Regions from separate parts of the Mus musculus genome. Here region 1 is linked to region 2. Evidence: chromatin contacts called from public promoter capture Hi-C data. All regions are on one chromosome and are shown on one strand. The core of a region is the stretch at or near the end of the contact, and the rest is flanking DNA. Distances in the headings are between cores, read along the strand shown.

Region 1 (6,911 bases), core at 1,120-3,619, about 23 Mb after region 2:
CCTTGTTTTTTATTTTTTTTTATTACGTATTTTCCTCAATTACATTTCCAATGCTATCCCAAAAGTCCTCCACATCCACCCCCCCCCCCACTCCCCTACCCACCCATTCCCATTTTTTGGCCCTGGCGTTCCCCTGTACTGGGGCGTATAAAGTTTGCCTGACCTATGGGCCTCTCTTTCCATTGATGGCCGACTAGGCCATCTTTTGATACATATGCAGCTAGAGTCAAGAGCTCTGGGGTACTGGTTAGTTCATAATGTTGTTGGTGGAGCCCTTGTTGATCCCAGTTGTTAACAATGAATTCTATCCCAGGTGGTTCCTGTTAGACCTGTGTTTGCATTCCTCTGATTTATGTAAGAATCCAGTAACCTCTTTGTACCTTGTGAGTGTGTCACCCAACTTCCTTATTGTCTTCTGTATAAAAAGTTCGATTTGACAAATTACATTCAGATTCTACACAACCTCTCCTGTGTGCATCTATCTGTCATCCCATCAGACACTTTCCCCACCTGCGACTAGAGACCCATTCCACACAGACAAAGGGATCCAGAGGGTCTGTGGCAATAAAATGTATCAAAATTGCTTCAGAATTTTATAAAAACCAAACTTGTGTATATACTCATCTTTATTAGGTGTAATGCAGATATAGCACTATCATGAAGTTAAAAAACAAAACGAAACAAAAACCAATAAAACAACACAAGGGACTGGGGAGACTGGGCTTTCATAAGTTCTTTAAAACCTCTTTCAGATACTACTTCCTCCACAAAGACTTTTAAAAATGATTTTGTTTATTTTTATTTTATATGTTTTTTTTTTTTTTGCCCGAATGTATATCTGTGTGAGGGTGTTAGGTAGTCAGAAACTGCTGGAGTTACATACAGATAGTTGTAAACTGTCATGTGGGTGCCGGAAGCTGAATCCCAGGTCCTCTGAAAAAGCAGCCACTTCTCTCAACTGCCGATCCTCCTCTCCAAGCCCTTCACAAAGACTTTCTGAAATTTGATTTCTGTGTCAATTTAAACTAATAATTTCCCCTTATGTTATATTGGGATGTTACAGAATCTCAGAATTTACATTTTTCTTGTACTAAATATCTTTAATAGTACTCATATTTTGATGTCCCTACCCATTACATACTATAAGCCTTAAACCTCAAAGTTTAAAGGGATGAGATGTTTGTTTTTTGAGAACAGTCACTTGAGGCAACCTTCCTGTATCTACTTCCCGAGTGCTGGGATTGTAAGCATATACCACCACAATAGGTTGTCTTAAAAAAAAATGTTCATGGTGTTTGATTTCACTGAAAGAACACTTAGGAGTTTTAACATCCATCAAGAGGTAGCAGCCAGTAATTAGGTACATGATTTTGGCTGCCTACCTACTATTTACTGTTTTTTTTTTTTTTTTTTAAGACTAATTTTGTGTGTGTGTGTGGGTATGCACCAGAGGACAATTTGTTGGAATGGGTTCTTTTCTTTTACCATGTGGGTCCCAGGGATTGAATGCTCAGTGGCATGTCATGTCACTGGTCCATCTACTAATTTTGGGACAGCATTCACTCTGTAGCTCAGGCTAGCCTTGAATCCATGTGATCAATCCTTTTGCCCTTCCTCAGTTTCTGGAGTGCTGGAACTTATTGATGTGAGCCACCATGTTCAGTTTAGTTTTCTAAATGTTCACAATTTCATCACACACACACACACACACACACACACACACACACACAGTGCTTTGATTCCCACTCACTACCTCGACTATTCATTCTATACGTCTTATGGCACTTTTGTTCTACACCATTTTATTTCGCTGGGTTACTGTGCAATTCCTGAATCTGATCTAAGATCCGTTTCCTACTTCCAAAGAATTTATGTCCAAAATTCCAAACTGTATAACTAGCACTCTGTGTAAAAACACCAAGGACCTCCAACTTCAATATGCTAAATTTGAACTCATTTTTAAAGGAGTCTTAAGCTTTTTCCGGATTCACTGTATCCCAGAGCATGCTTTCATCATCTCTCACCCGGGTTACTGCCCACTTATTTAAAAACAATTACTCCATTTCCTCAAGTAAGCATCCTCCACATACTTTAACTCTGACGTTTGTCCCAAATACACTCAACTAACAGCTGTTTGAAAAATCCTCCATTCCCGGTGTAATAAACAGCCTTTGAATTCCAAAGTCAGGCCCTAGATTCCTCCAGGATAACTGGCCATCTCTCCTCGCCTACAGCCTTGCCAGCCTGAGCAAGTCCTTGCACAGGTTAGGGAACCCAGCAGAGTCTTAGCGAGTGTTTACTGAAGGTCCAGCGCAGCTGAGTGACGTCACGTCCGATATCCGGTGGTGTCTTCCTACGTCGTTCTGAGGGAGGTTGACAAACAGGGTTTCAGCCTTTAAGCTAGAGTTCGTAACTGCCGTTGACCTCCTCCTTTACGAAGGCCCAGAGCACCAGGTCAGAGCTCTGAGTCTGGGTCTGAATTCAGCCGCAGGGCCCGGCCCAGGGTGGAACCCTGTGCGAGAGGAGCGCGGGCGCTGCCCGGACCCTGACCCAAGCGCAGAAGCGGCCCTCTAACACTCCGCGGCGGCGTTTCCTCCGAAGCTCTCGCGAGAGGAGCCGGGGAAAGATGGCTGCGCCGGGTCTTTCCGAGTGAGGAGGAGGCGGCGGCGGCGGCGCCGGGCGTCGTGCGGTCGTGGTCTCTTGAGCTGCGGCTTTCCTCGTCCGAGACGAGGGCCGCCGCCTCCGGGAGATGCGCGTGTCGCGGACCCGCGGTCGCCCCGGGAGTTCATGCTGCGTGCTAGGCTCGCGGCCGCCGCTCTAATCGCCCGGCGCCGCCGCCGCGCCGGCTCGGCCCGCGGTGAGCCTCCCGGAGCCTGTCCCGCGCGCCGCGGCGGCTATGACCGGGGAGAAGATCCGCTCCCTGCGGAGGGACCACAAGCCCAGCAAAGAGGACGGGGACGTGCTGGAGCCCTGCGAGGAGGAGGCGACAGCCGCGCTCGGCGGCGCCTTCACCGGGGGCAGAAGCGGACCGGGCGGCAGCGGCAAGGGCGGCAAGGCCTGCCATAAGATCTTCAGCCACCACCACCGGCTGCAGCTGAAGGCGCCCGCCGTTCCGGGCCCCGGCGTTCCGGCCCCGCCGCAGCACAACGCAGTGACTGCCACCTGCCCTGCCCCGGCCTGCCTGGGCGGCAGCAACCCCGCTTTAGTCGCTGACGGAGGCGGCTGCCCCTCGCTCTACCCGGTCCACGAGTGCGTCTTTAAGGGGGACGTGAGGAGACTGTCCTCGCTCATCCGCACGCACAATATCGGACAGAAAGATAATCATGGTGAGCTTTGCCTAATTTCCGTCCCCTCGGAGGTGGGGTGGGGGTGACCGTTGGCCTCCGGGTTCCCGGTCCCTTCTCCCGCACCGTGTTTTCCTCTGGCGGAAAACCTCGAGTCTTTTCAGGTGCAGCGAGCGTGCCAGGGGTCAGGGTGCAGCAAGGATGTTTTCTTCTTTTCCACCTGAGCATTTCGGGACAGGTTGCATTTTCTCTGCGGCAGTCTTTGCGAGTGCCAAAAGGTCGGGCTATCTCACATCCAGGCAGGTCTTCTGGGTTTTAGGGAACGTTTCCTTTTTCCCTCCCTCCCTTCTTGCCGGTCTTCACCGCCCAGGTACGCGCAGATAGATGTGAGTTTTTATCCGTCACTGACCTCGTGCTGTAAACACTGGTTTTTGAAAGCCATACTGAAATGTGTCCGCATTTAATTTCCCAAAGCAATTGAAGAGACTTTTGTTTTTGTTGCTCTTTCCACACCAGGACCATTTTTCATCTTGATTGAGACTAAAGACATACTATGGTTTTCATTATAAAGTCTTAGCCACATGTACTGGCTGGTTTTATGTGTCAACTTGACACAGTTGGAGTTATCACAGAGAAAGGAGCTTCAGTTGAGGAAATGCCTCCATGAGATCCAACCTGTAAGGCATTTTCTCAATTAGTGATCAAGGGGGAAAGGCCCCTTGGGTGGGACCATCTCTGGGCTGGTAGTCTTGGGTTCTATAAGAGATCAGGCTGAGCAAGCCAGGGGAAGCAAGCCAGTAAAAAACATCCCTCCATGGCTTCTGCATCAGCTCCTGCTTTCTGACCTGCTTGAGTTCCAGTCCTGACTTCCTTGGTGATGAACAGCAGTATGTAAGTGTAAGCCGAATAAACCCTTTCCTCCCCAACTTGTTTCTTGGTCATCATGTTTGTGCAGGAATAGAAACCCTGACTAAGACAGCACATGTTTGAGAAAGCATGGTATATTTGGTAGTGAACGGTATCAGTATCTACTTTTGGCCGAATCTTGCCTGGTGATTTTTTAACCCCTTTAAAGCAACTTGTTGTTGTTGTTTTTGTAAAGACTTATTTGCATCCTCCCCTGCCTCCCCCCCCCCTACTTCGTGGTGCTGTGGATTGTATCTAACTAAGGTCTTGTGAAATAGTAATTGTTGAAAATATTTTTCAATGTTTTATTAACAGGCAAATATTGTTGGCAGCTGTTTTTAACCTGACCATTCATTCTACATTAATTAATTAGGTAAACTGCTCAAGATGGTATTATACATTTGTGCACAAAATGGTTTTGCACATTAATGCAATACCACCTGTGAAAATAAGCTTCCTGAATTTCATTGGTTTTTAGATTTTTTTTTTTTATCTAAAATTAGAACAAAAGTAGAAAACAAAACAAAAAAAATGAATGATTTTGGTTCAGTTTTCTGTCTTTGTCTTCTGATTTTGTAAGACCAGTCTGGCCTCGAACTCAGAAATCTGCCTGCCTCTACCTCCCAAGTGCTGGGATTAAAGGTGTGCGCCACCACCGCCCGGCCTTTTAGTCTATTTTACTGTGCTGTTCTACCAAGCACATTTGACTGCTACCGAGAACTAGATGCCGACTTAAACAGTTGAATCGTAGCCCTAGTGTATTGGTTAGTAGGATGCTGTTTAGACGTGGTCTAGTAGTAGCTGTGTTTTATCTTTGCCTTTAGAACTTAGTTACATGCCTTAAAGTCTCTTTGAAAATGGTCAAACATCCCCTTTGCAAGTTAATGCTCTTTAAGAGATAAGTGGATGCCATAGGAACTACTGAAATTTTGGAATTACTGATTGTTGAGCTTCTAGTTATGTATTTATCATTTTTAAAAACTAAATACTTTTCAGAATAATTAGAATTCTATATATCCTTAAAGGATACTCCTGACCTTTACCCACCAAAATTCACCTTTTTTTGTATTTCATTTAGCTGCCTTTATATCACTTATGATCAAAGCAGCTATGGGCTCTTGCCTGTAAAAAGTGCAACCATGCCTCTTTTTGGCACACTCAGGGAAGAGGCACTGCTGTGCTCTTCTGTAGTTTCATAGTGTCCCCATTAAACTCTAAGATCAGTATTTTTTTTTTTAACCGAATTTATTTCTGCATGCCTGTTTGTGAAGATCCAAGGACAACTTGTGGAGAATTAAGTCTCTCTTTCATTGTGTGGGTCCCAGGATTGAATTGAACCCAGGTTGTCTGTTGTTCCCATTACTGCAGGTTAACTTAACCCTAGCCGCCTCCGCCTCCAGCCTAGCTATTAAAACTTTTTTTTTTTTAGATTTATTTTTATTTTATGTGCCTTCCTTTGTTTCTACAACTCTGGGATTTCAAGCATGTGCTACCACATCCAACTTCTTTTTGAAAATTATTTTATTTTTTTATGTGCATTGGTGTTCTGCCTTCATGTCTGTGTGAGGATGCCAGATCTTGGAGTTACAAACAATTGTGGGCTGCCATGTGGGTGCTGGGAATTGAACCTGGGTCTTCAGAAGTTTCATCAGTGCTGTTAGTACTCTCAACTGCTGAGAGATCTCTCCAGCCCCCATACCCAACTTTCATATCAAGGATTCAAACTCAGGTCCTCAGGGTTGTTTAGCAGTTATTTTACCAGTTGAATCCAGCCCTGTAGTTTTATTCTTTAAATGGATTTTGTCAAATGATTTTCTTTAAGATTTATTTATTATATGTAAGTACACTGTAGCTTTCTTCAGACACTCCAGAAGAGGCCATCAGATTTCGTTACAGATGGTTGTGAGCCACCATGAGGTTGCTGGGATTTGAACTCTGGACCTTCGGAAGAGCAGTCGGCGCTCTTAACCACTGAGCCATCTCACCAGCCCTCAAATGATTTTCTTAAAAGGCTCTTACTGAGTTTCTATCAAAAAAGTGTCCAGAAGGGCACAGACCTTTGCTAAGGTTGCATATGCAATAGAAACCATGAGGCTAGAATTAGAAATAATGACCAGAAGGTGGTGGCCCATGACTTTGAATTCAGCATTATTGGAGGCAGAGCAGGAGGATCTCTGAGCTGGAGGCCAGTTTGGTCTTCAGATTTTGTTCCACGGTGGACAGGTCTACACAGAGAAACCATGTCTGAAAACCAGCCAAACAGACAGACAAACAAACAAAAAAGGGAAAAAGGAGAAAACAAAAGATACAGAAATAATGCCTAGAATTCCTAAGCTCATATCAACCTCTTACTATCAGCTGGTGGGGAGTGGCCACAGCATTGCAGGAAAATCATTTCTAACATTTGTTTTATTTTGCAGTAGAGTCCTTTTGTGCATATTTTTCACTATTTTATAGTAGAAGTTTGTAGCCCCCATTTCTTTTTCTCAGCTATTAGGAGCCTTGTGGAAAGATTCTGACACTAGCCTTCAGTTTCTGCAGAACTTTTGCAATATTGTAAATTTCTTTGTGGAGTAGCATGAATTCCACTGGGTCATTTATTCACACCATAGCCTTTTAGAATCTTTGCAGGAGCCGTCATGTGCTCCTCATTTTCCAGTTAGTGCTGTCGTCTATAGCCATTTGTCATATGTCCTCTGTGAAATGTTTTAGATGATGCCT
Region 2 (7,364 bases), core at 2,019-4,518:
GAACTAGATACAAGGTAAGGAGACACTCCAACCCCCAGCCCCACTCAACTTCAAGTGCTGGGATTATGGCTGTGCGGCTCCATTCCTGTTCATAGGTGCTAGGAACTGAACCTTGGGCCTCATGCATGCTAAACAGACACTGTACCAATTGACCTATAGTCCTAGACCTAGTATAGTGTCTATTAAAATTACTCATACCATGTTTGCTTTTCTTTAAAACTGACTACTTCCAATGTCTCACTCTAGAGTATGAATTTCAGTGTATGTGAGGGTGTTTTCACATATGAAACATTATTTTGAGCAGGGTCAACAGCTCTACTGAACTGCCCACATACTTTTAGATATAAGAACTCTGACCACAATTTTTCCCAGTTTGCTGTGCTTTATTGCATAGCAGTAAAGTTTTAGTGTACTTCTTTGTTGAAACTTGTTAGATTAGGGCAACAGGAACTGGTTTCTTTGAAGGTTACTTCATTGTCCTCCCTGTATGTTGAGTTTCTAGTTGGTAGGTTCCAGTTAGGTTCCTCACTAATCTGTGCACCCTGGCTTCTGAAAGTACAAAACAAAGGGGAAAAGAAGCCAAACAAACGAATTCAGCTGTCAATTTAAAACACAAATAGAAAACTTCGTGTTCTATAAGACTCAGTCCAGTAAGTACTCTGAAATTGAATACTTACATTCAAATTCCACTTCTCCCACTTAATAGCTCTGTCCCCTTGGTGTAATAGCAATCTGTGCCCAGTTTCTTCATTTGTAAAAGAAAACAAGTGTCATGCCCGGCACATAATTTTCATAGATATAATCTATTTTATTATATATACATATATTTCAAAATGTTTCATATTTCTCTCTGGCCAGTTAAATAGCTGAGTTGTGACTGATAGCAAGGAGGAGCAGCAGTGTGTGTAGGGGGTAACAAGAACAAAGTGTGACATATACATGACACTGTCACAGGGAAACCCATTATTTGTACGCTATCTTAAAACAGCATTGATATAACCAGTAACAGCCTACAGTGTCCTTTCACATTATGACATTTAAAACACAGCAACTCAGTGACAAAGGGCGGGCATTATTACATCTAACTTGGTGGTGAAGAAACAAAACTATAATATGTGGAACCAGACCACTATCATAAATAGAAAGCCGTAAGCAAGAACTCAGATCTGGGGTTCTCCTCCCACCCCCATGCTTAGCTCTTTGCTTTGTGTCTACTGGTTAGCCAGGAGAGAACAATGGGCTGTTCAGGGAGGAGAAAGTCAGAGGTGTCCCGTAGGGCACGAGGTAAGTACTGAGGGTTTACTAACTCAGAAAATGGTTCTGATGAAGTAATCTCTATCACTTGGCTGCTTGTTGTAAGTATAATCTCGGGCCTACTAAATAAAATCAGCATTTTAAACAAGACTCCAGGTGGTTCCTATGGCGAGTAGCTGAGGCAGCTGCATTCCGTTAACTGCTCCAGTGATATTACCTATGGTATACACCGTCACTCTTCGGCTATACATTGACTTTTATCATTTTACTTGCGGAATATTGCCTGCAACAGGTTCTCAAAATTCAAATTATTTCCACGTAGTCCTGAAGGACCTCCACTTTAAGTAGGGTCGTTTAAGGATGCTAGAAAACCTAAACATATTGATCTTTTTGAATGTCTTTCAAAAGTTAAAGTCTTACTTTTTACCCAAAGAGTACTCTCGATGACAAACGGCCCTCTACATTTTATGCAGGGCAGACTAAAACAGGGCAGTGGCACACTTAACAGATCTCACCCCCAGGATTTAATCCAGACCGATTCCCTAGTATTTTGTCACTTTGGGGCTCAAAAACTGAAACAGCAGAAGGAAAAGACGATTCTAGGATATTCCTCTTGCGGTTCCATACCTAAGGCTCTACCCAATCCGATCACAATAAAGCTGTATTGTTAAGGCTATGCAAACGCAGAACCCTGCAGGCCGCTGCTCTCAGATTGGCCCCTCGGGGTTAACAACGCGCATGTGTCCGCACTTGGCGGTGCGATCAGCACTCAGCCTGGATCTTTTAATTTGCTGTTCCTAATTTGAGGGGAGCTTCTTCGCGCTGCTCAGCCCTCTCTGAGGAGCACGGGAAGAAATCTCCATCACCTGGGCCGGCAGAAGCCGTGAACCGGCTCCACCTTGACTAAGGCATCTAGTCACCCCGCGGCCCCGCCCACAGCACCTCCCCGATTGGACGCCCGGGGGAGGGCCGTGTCGGCGCGCGACGGCCGGCCGGTCGGGGGAATTCCATTTCCTCCCCCGCCCACTAGCATAAGCACTCAGGGGCGGTGCTTCCCTCGCAAGACCCGCCCAGTAAGAGCCCAGGGGGGGGGTTGCCGGCGCATCTCGCGATAACTTGCGGATTTGGGGGCGGGTCCCGAGCCAGGAAGAGAGCACAAAACTGCCCTTAAGTCATTGCAGACCCGGAGCTGCTGCGAGCCTGCCACGAGGTTCTCGCGAGATCCGCCACCTCCATCCCAAGTGAGGAAACGGGGGGCCACTCAGGGAGGGGCGTGGGGCCTCGACCGCGCAGCTGCCGCTTCCATTACCTTCCTCCTAAGGTCTCCTTCCGGTTCTCGATGCTTCTCTGAATTTAAGGGTTTCCGCCACTCGCCTACCCTCCCCCTCAGCCCATGACCCGCCTCCGTCCCCCGCCCTCCCGGCCCGACCTCCGATCGCTTTAGCGAGAAGGTGCTGTTCCGACAGGGAGACGGCAAGCGGGCGGCACGTCCACTCGGCCCGAGCGAGGGAAGCAAACCGCTCCCCCCTGAACCCCTCGGCTCGCCCCGCGCTCGCGACGGCGGCGTTGGCGGACGGATACGCGGCGGTGAATAGGCGGGGGGAGGGGCGGAGCGTGGCAGCTGGCAGTAGTTCCGTCAGAGCGGACATCTTGTGGCTGTGCCGTGCGCGTGAGCCCCGTAGGGCCGGGGAGGCACCAGCTGCCGCGCGGGGAGGAGGCCGAGGCCGCAGCTCGAGGGAGGCCCCGGCCCTCTGTACGCGTGGGTGTGGACAGCTCGGGAAAGGGGAGGGAGACGGGCCGGGGCCGGCGCGGTGCCCGGGGGGCTGTGGGCGGCCCGAGCGGGCAGCCCTCGCGGCTGGGTGGGGTAGGGTGGGGAGAGGCCGGCGGCGGAGCCGGGGCCCGGCCGCAGGGGGAGGGGGCATGGGCGCGTCCTCGCGCCGGAGCTCCGCGGCCGCCGGGCGCGTGGTGGCGAGGTGGCGGGCGAGCGAGCGGGCGGGCGCGCGCACGCAGGAGCGCGCTGCGAGGCGGAGAGTACGGTGGTGTCAGGGGCGACCCAGAACAGCCCTCGCCGTGGGGACGGGAGCGCACCCGGGGCCCATTGCCTTGTGCTGGCTCGCTGTCCCTTGGAGCCGAAACCGAAAGGAGCCCGGCGTCGGTCCGGAGCCGCCCGCTCCCCTCCCCCTTGCCTTTCTCTGCCCGAGTGACGCCGGCCTAGCGCCGACTAGGCCCCGGCTCCTCCTCTGCCCGGCTCTGGACCCTGCCCCGCACCCACCCCTTTCTCCTCCGCCTCTTCCTCTCCCACCCGGGGCTCGTCTTCCTTTCAAGAGGCCGGGAAGTTAAACTTGTAACCACCTCTCGGCGCTTCCCGTCACCCTCTCGCCCTCTCTGGGGCGAAGCGCGGATCTCGGTAGCTGGTGGCTCCGCCACCCCGCCCCGCCCTGCCGGGATCGCGGCGGTTTTCAGGGTTCTGGAGTCAGCAGGGTTTCTCCGAGGCCCTGGCGAGTCGCTGACCTGCTCCGTTTTTGCAAAAAGGCGCCTGTGTCTGGCAGAGCCGGTGTGAGAAGAAGAGACAACCCTTCCCCGCCGCCGGGATAATCAAGAATTTTGGCCGGACCTTTGAGTACACCTCGGGATAGTGAGGAGCCCGGCGAAAAGCACAGACTATGGCGCTGAAACGGATTAATAAGGTGAGCAGTTTGGACTAAATGGTGCGGACAGGGTTGTGGGAAGAAAGGAGGCTTGGGGCCCAGAGGAAAAAAAGCGTGGGTCTGGTGGTGGATACAATTCTGAAAATACCTTTTCTTGGGTTAAGGAAAGGCAGGTGCACTTTGAAATGAGCTGTAAGATAGGGAACTGAATGGTTTGGGTAAGCGAAATGTTAGCTTTTTTCACTAGAATCTGTAAGTATGGGTGAGGGAGCGTGGCTATTAGGCTCCTCGGTTTTTTGCCTAAGAGTCAGGTTTGGGAAGTAGAATTGTGTACAGGCCCTCGGCTAATGTCATGGTGCTGCTTCCTAGTCTTGGTTCTTCAAAACTTATTACAGCTGCTAAGGCTTATTGGCATTCAAAAGAAAGGAATGTAACAGATGAAAAACGTTTTGTTCCAAACTTGACTGAGAGTCTGGGTATGACAAACATACCTCAGTTCGCTAAAATGTGGTGACGAAGTCTGTTCAGAAGCTTAACCAAATCTGGGCAGTTACACAAGAGTAAGTAGGGTTGGGAGGAGGTGGACCGACACTGTTGCCACTTCCTGTGTTGTGTGGTCGCTGCTCTCACCCGAAGCTATTTATCTGAGGCACTGGGAACCCTGTAAAAGCCTTCTGAAAGATCCTGGGGGGAGTGGGGGTTGACAGTGCAGGGAAACTGGATGGGGAGACTGTTTTTGCTTAAAACCCATCTTTAAGGAGGCTTGTTTGAGCAAATCGATATAGTTTGATAAGTTGTCAATTTAAGTTGGCAAGAACTAGAATTTTTTTCAGAAATATTTTGCGAGTGGATCCACCTCTCCGGTGGTTTAGTCTCATTTTCTTGCTCTAACTTCTATCCCGCATTTTAAGATGGCGGCTGCTTTAACTGGCTCGGGTTCTTTCCGGCATCTCCTTTTCTAACTATTTAAGATAATGTTCTCTGTTAGCGTTAAACGTTTTTTTATTCTGTTGTAGGGAGCTCTCACAGCCTCTGCCCCCAAGACTTAACCTAAATTCAAACTCTCAGACTAAGTTTCTGTGCGTGTGTGTGTGTGTGTGTGTGTGTGTGTGTGTGTGTGTTTTGTATTTGGTTCTTTCACAATCGAGAGGGTGGAGTATTTACAGCTAACTTGAAAAAAATGTTGTGCAGAATAAACTCAGTCTTAATAGAAAAGACAAAATGGGAAGGTTCGGTATTAGAAACTTTGGCTTAGTAACACAGTTTTTAAAGAGTTCTGTGGAAAGGAAGGCAAGGACTTAAAATGACTGGTAGGATCTAATACTACTTTATTTGTAGTTATTTAGTATGTATAACTTGATCAGTTTGATTGGAAAAGCTGTTCATGAAGTTAAGTCTAACCTGTATATATTGATGTTGAAATCTTAAATTCTGTCTCTGGGTAATCTTTGTAGTTTTATGCAAAACACTTAACTGTTTGTATTCTTGATGATAATGCAAAGAGAAAGAAAACCTTAGTATTCAAGACTTCAAATAGATAATAGAAGTTAACATTAAAATTATCACTTAGTGTGACAGTTTTGAGGGTCAACCTCACTTTTTAGAGATGCATTGTTGTGCTTTGCAGCATAACTAATATGGAGACTATAACATTCAGTGCTAATCAAAATTCAGATCTATAGCTTCTTATAAGTGTAAAACAGAACATTTTAAAGGGAGGTCTTACTGATTTTTTTCTTTTACAGGTGATACCCAGCTGCTCTGGCACCATTTTAATGACTTAAAAGCTCTAGCAAGGCAGTAATGGTTAAGTGTAAACATTTGTAGTAAAATAACATGAGATAGAATCAGGCTCTAAGCAAGTTTATCCATTTGCCTAATCTATACCAGGAATTTTTCTATATACTGGGATGGCAAGGGAAAACAGATTTTACAAGTTTAAAGAATTATGTATTGATACTTCACAGGTAAATTTTCTTATATTCGAAAACTTGATGTACCAAATGGCTGATTCAACCTGATTTCAAGCATATCGGGTTTTTTTCCTTCAGATATTGTCAGAATCATGAGGCTGCTTAAAAAACAAAAAAAAGCACCCAAATGCTGGCATAATTTTTGAAAGGCTACTTCTCTAAAAATAAGGGGCCAGTTAGACACTGTCATGAGGTTTTTTTTGTATTATCTGTTTAGAATTTATTCTTTGGGTTCCCCCTAAACAAGTATTAAATTAACAAGCCATTTAGTATTTCTTAAAGTGCTTACATATAAAACTGTGAGCTTTAGTGATAAACTGGTGTAAGTTGAAACTTATTATCTTCTATATAGATAGATACGGGTTTTTTTCTTTTGTGTATTTGCTTGACTATTTTTTAGCTGCCCAAATAACCATACATGTATTCTTTTGCTGCATTTGTTATTTGGACCAAATTGTAGTATGGTGCTGTTATTAAATGGGTATTTTAGAAACTGAATTCCAAACCTGTGTTTTTGAAGCATTAAGAAATTTTCTGCTACAAAGCAAAATGACTGTTACATATTTTGAGAACTTTGGAGATCAAGCATGAAACAATCAAACAAAAATTTATGTTAAGTATTTGTAATGTTTCATAACTCTTTAAGTAGTTTTTCTTATGTAAAAACATAGGTACAGTTGACATCTTCACTATAAAGGAAATTGACTGCAAAAAATAAATAAATAAAAAACACCCCGCCCAGGTATTGATGTAACCGAGTTGGGATTAAGACCCAGGCCTTCTATCTAATTCCAAGTTGTTCTGATGACAACTGCACTTTTATACTATTCTTAGGATTTTTGTGATAGTTAAGACCTAGCATAGGTTCTCATGTGTAATAGGCCTCAAGACAGCCATATGAGATATTCCCTGAAGTAACAGACACAAGTTGACTCTTGACTTGTTCAATCACACTATTAGTGATAGATTTCTAATAAGATGATCTCCAGAAAGAAAAACCTGAATTTTGGACCATTAAAATTCCTACTAGATGAATGTGGATGTTTTGTGAAATATACTGTCTTCTACCTCATATAAATATGAGGCTGATTTTTTTTTTTTTTATGTTTCAACTAATTTATAAATGAAGATGAATGAAATGTAGTCTTGTGTAGTTTCCTTAAGGACTAGAAACTGCTGTGTTGGTTAAATGCTGGGATTCTTTTAAAGTAAACAAAATAGTATTTTAAGTTTTATAGGCTAACAGGCTTTTCCTGTGGTCCTGATTTTGTTTTTGTTTTATTTGGTTCCCAAGGTTTATTTATACTGTAAAGAATACTTAGGTGAGTGAGGGCTGCTGACGATCAGTGATCCCAATGTTGAGTTTGATAAAAGCAGTTGTGACACACTATCCTTATCTTTCATCATGCTTACCCAGTGTTTGTTATGCAGATAAAGGTTAAGTTGAATACCCTGCATAGCACTGGTGAAAACTACTTGTATAAATTTA

The links. Promoter capture Hi-C pulls out the DNA fragments that hold promoters and counts their contacts.
Region 1: a contact with region 2 is called in a promoter capture Hi-C map of pre-B cells. The contact joins the promoter of Ankrd13c here to the promoter of Ube2d3 in region 2.

Annotation. Positions count from the first base shown.
Region 1 is chr3:157,944,631-157,951,541 of GRCm38.p6, forward strand. Ankrd13c (ankyrin repeat domain 13c) reads left to right here and starts at 2,370. Exons shown (of 13, transcript NM_001013806.2): 1 at 2,370-3,326. The coding sequence starts at 2,897.
Region 2 is chr3:135,435,858-135,443,221 of GRCm38.p6, forward strand. Ube2d3 (ubiquitin-conjugating enzyme E2D 3) reads left to right here and starts at 3,269. Exons shown (of 7, transcript NM_001356597.1): 1 at 3,269-3,941. The coding sequence starts at 3,918. 4930539J05Rik (RIKEN cDNA 4930539J05 gene) reads right to left here and starts at 2,808. Exons shown (of 3, transcript NR_030689.1): 1 at 2,564-2,808; 2 at 678-745; 3 at 363-549.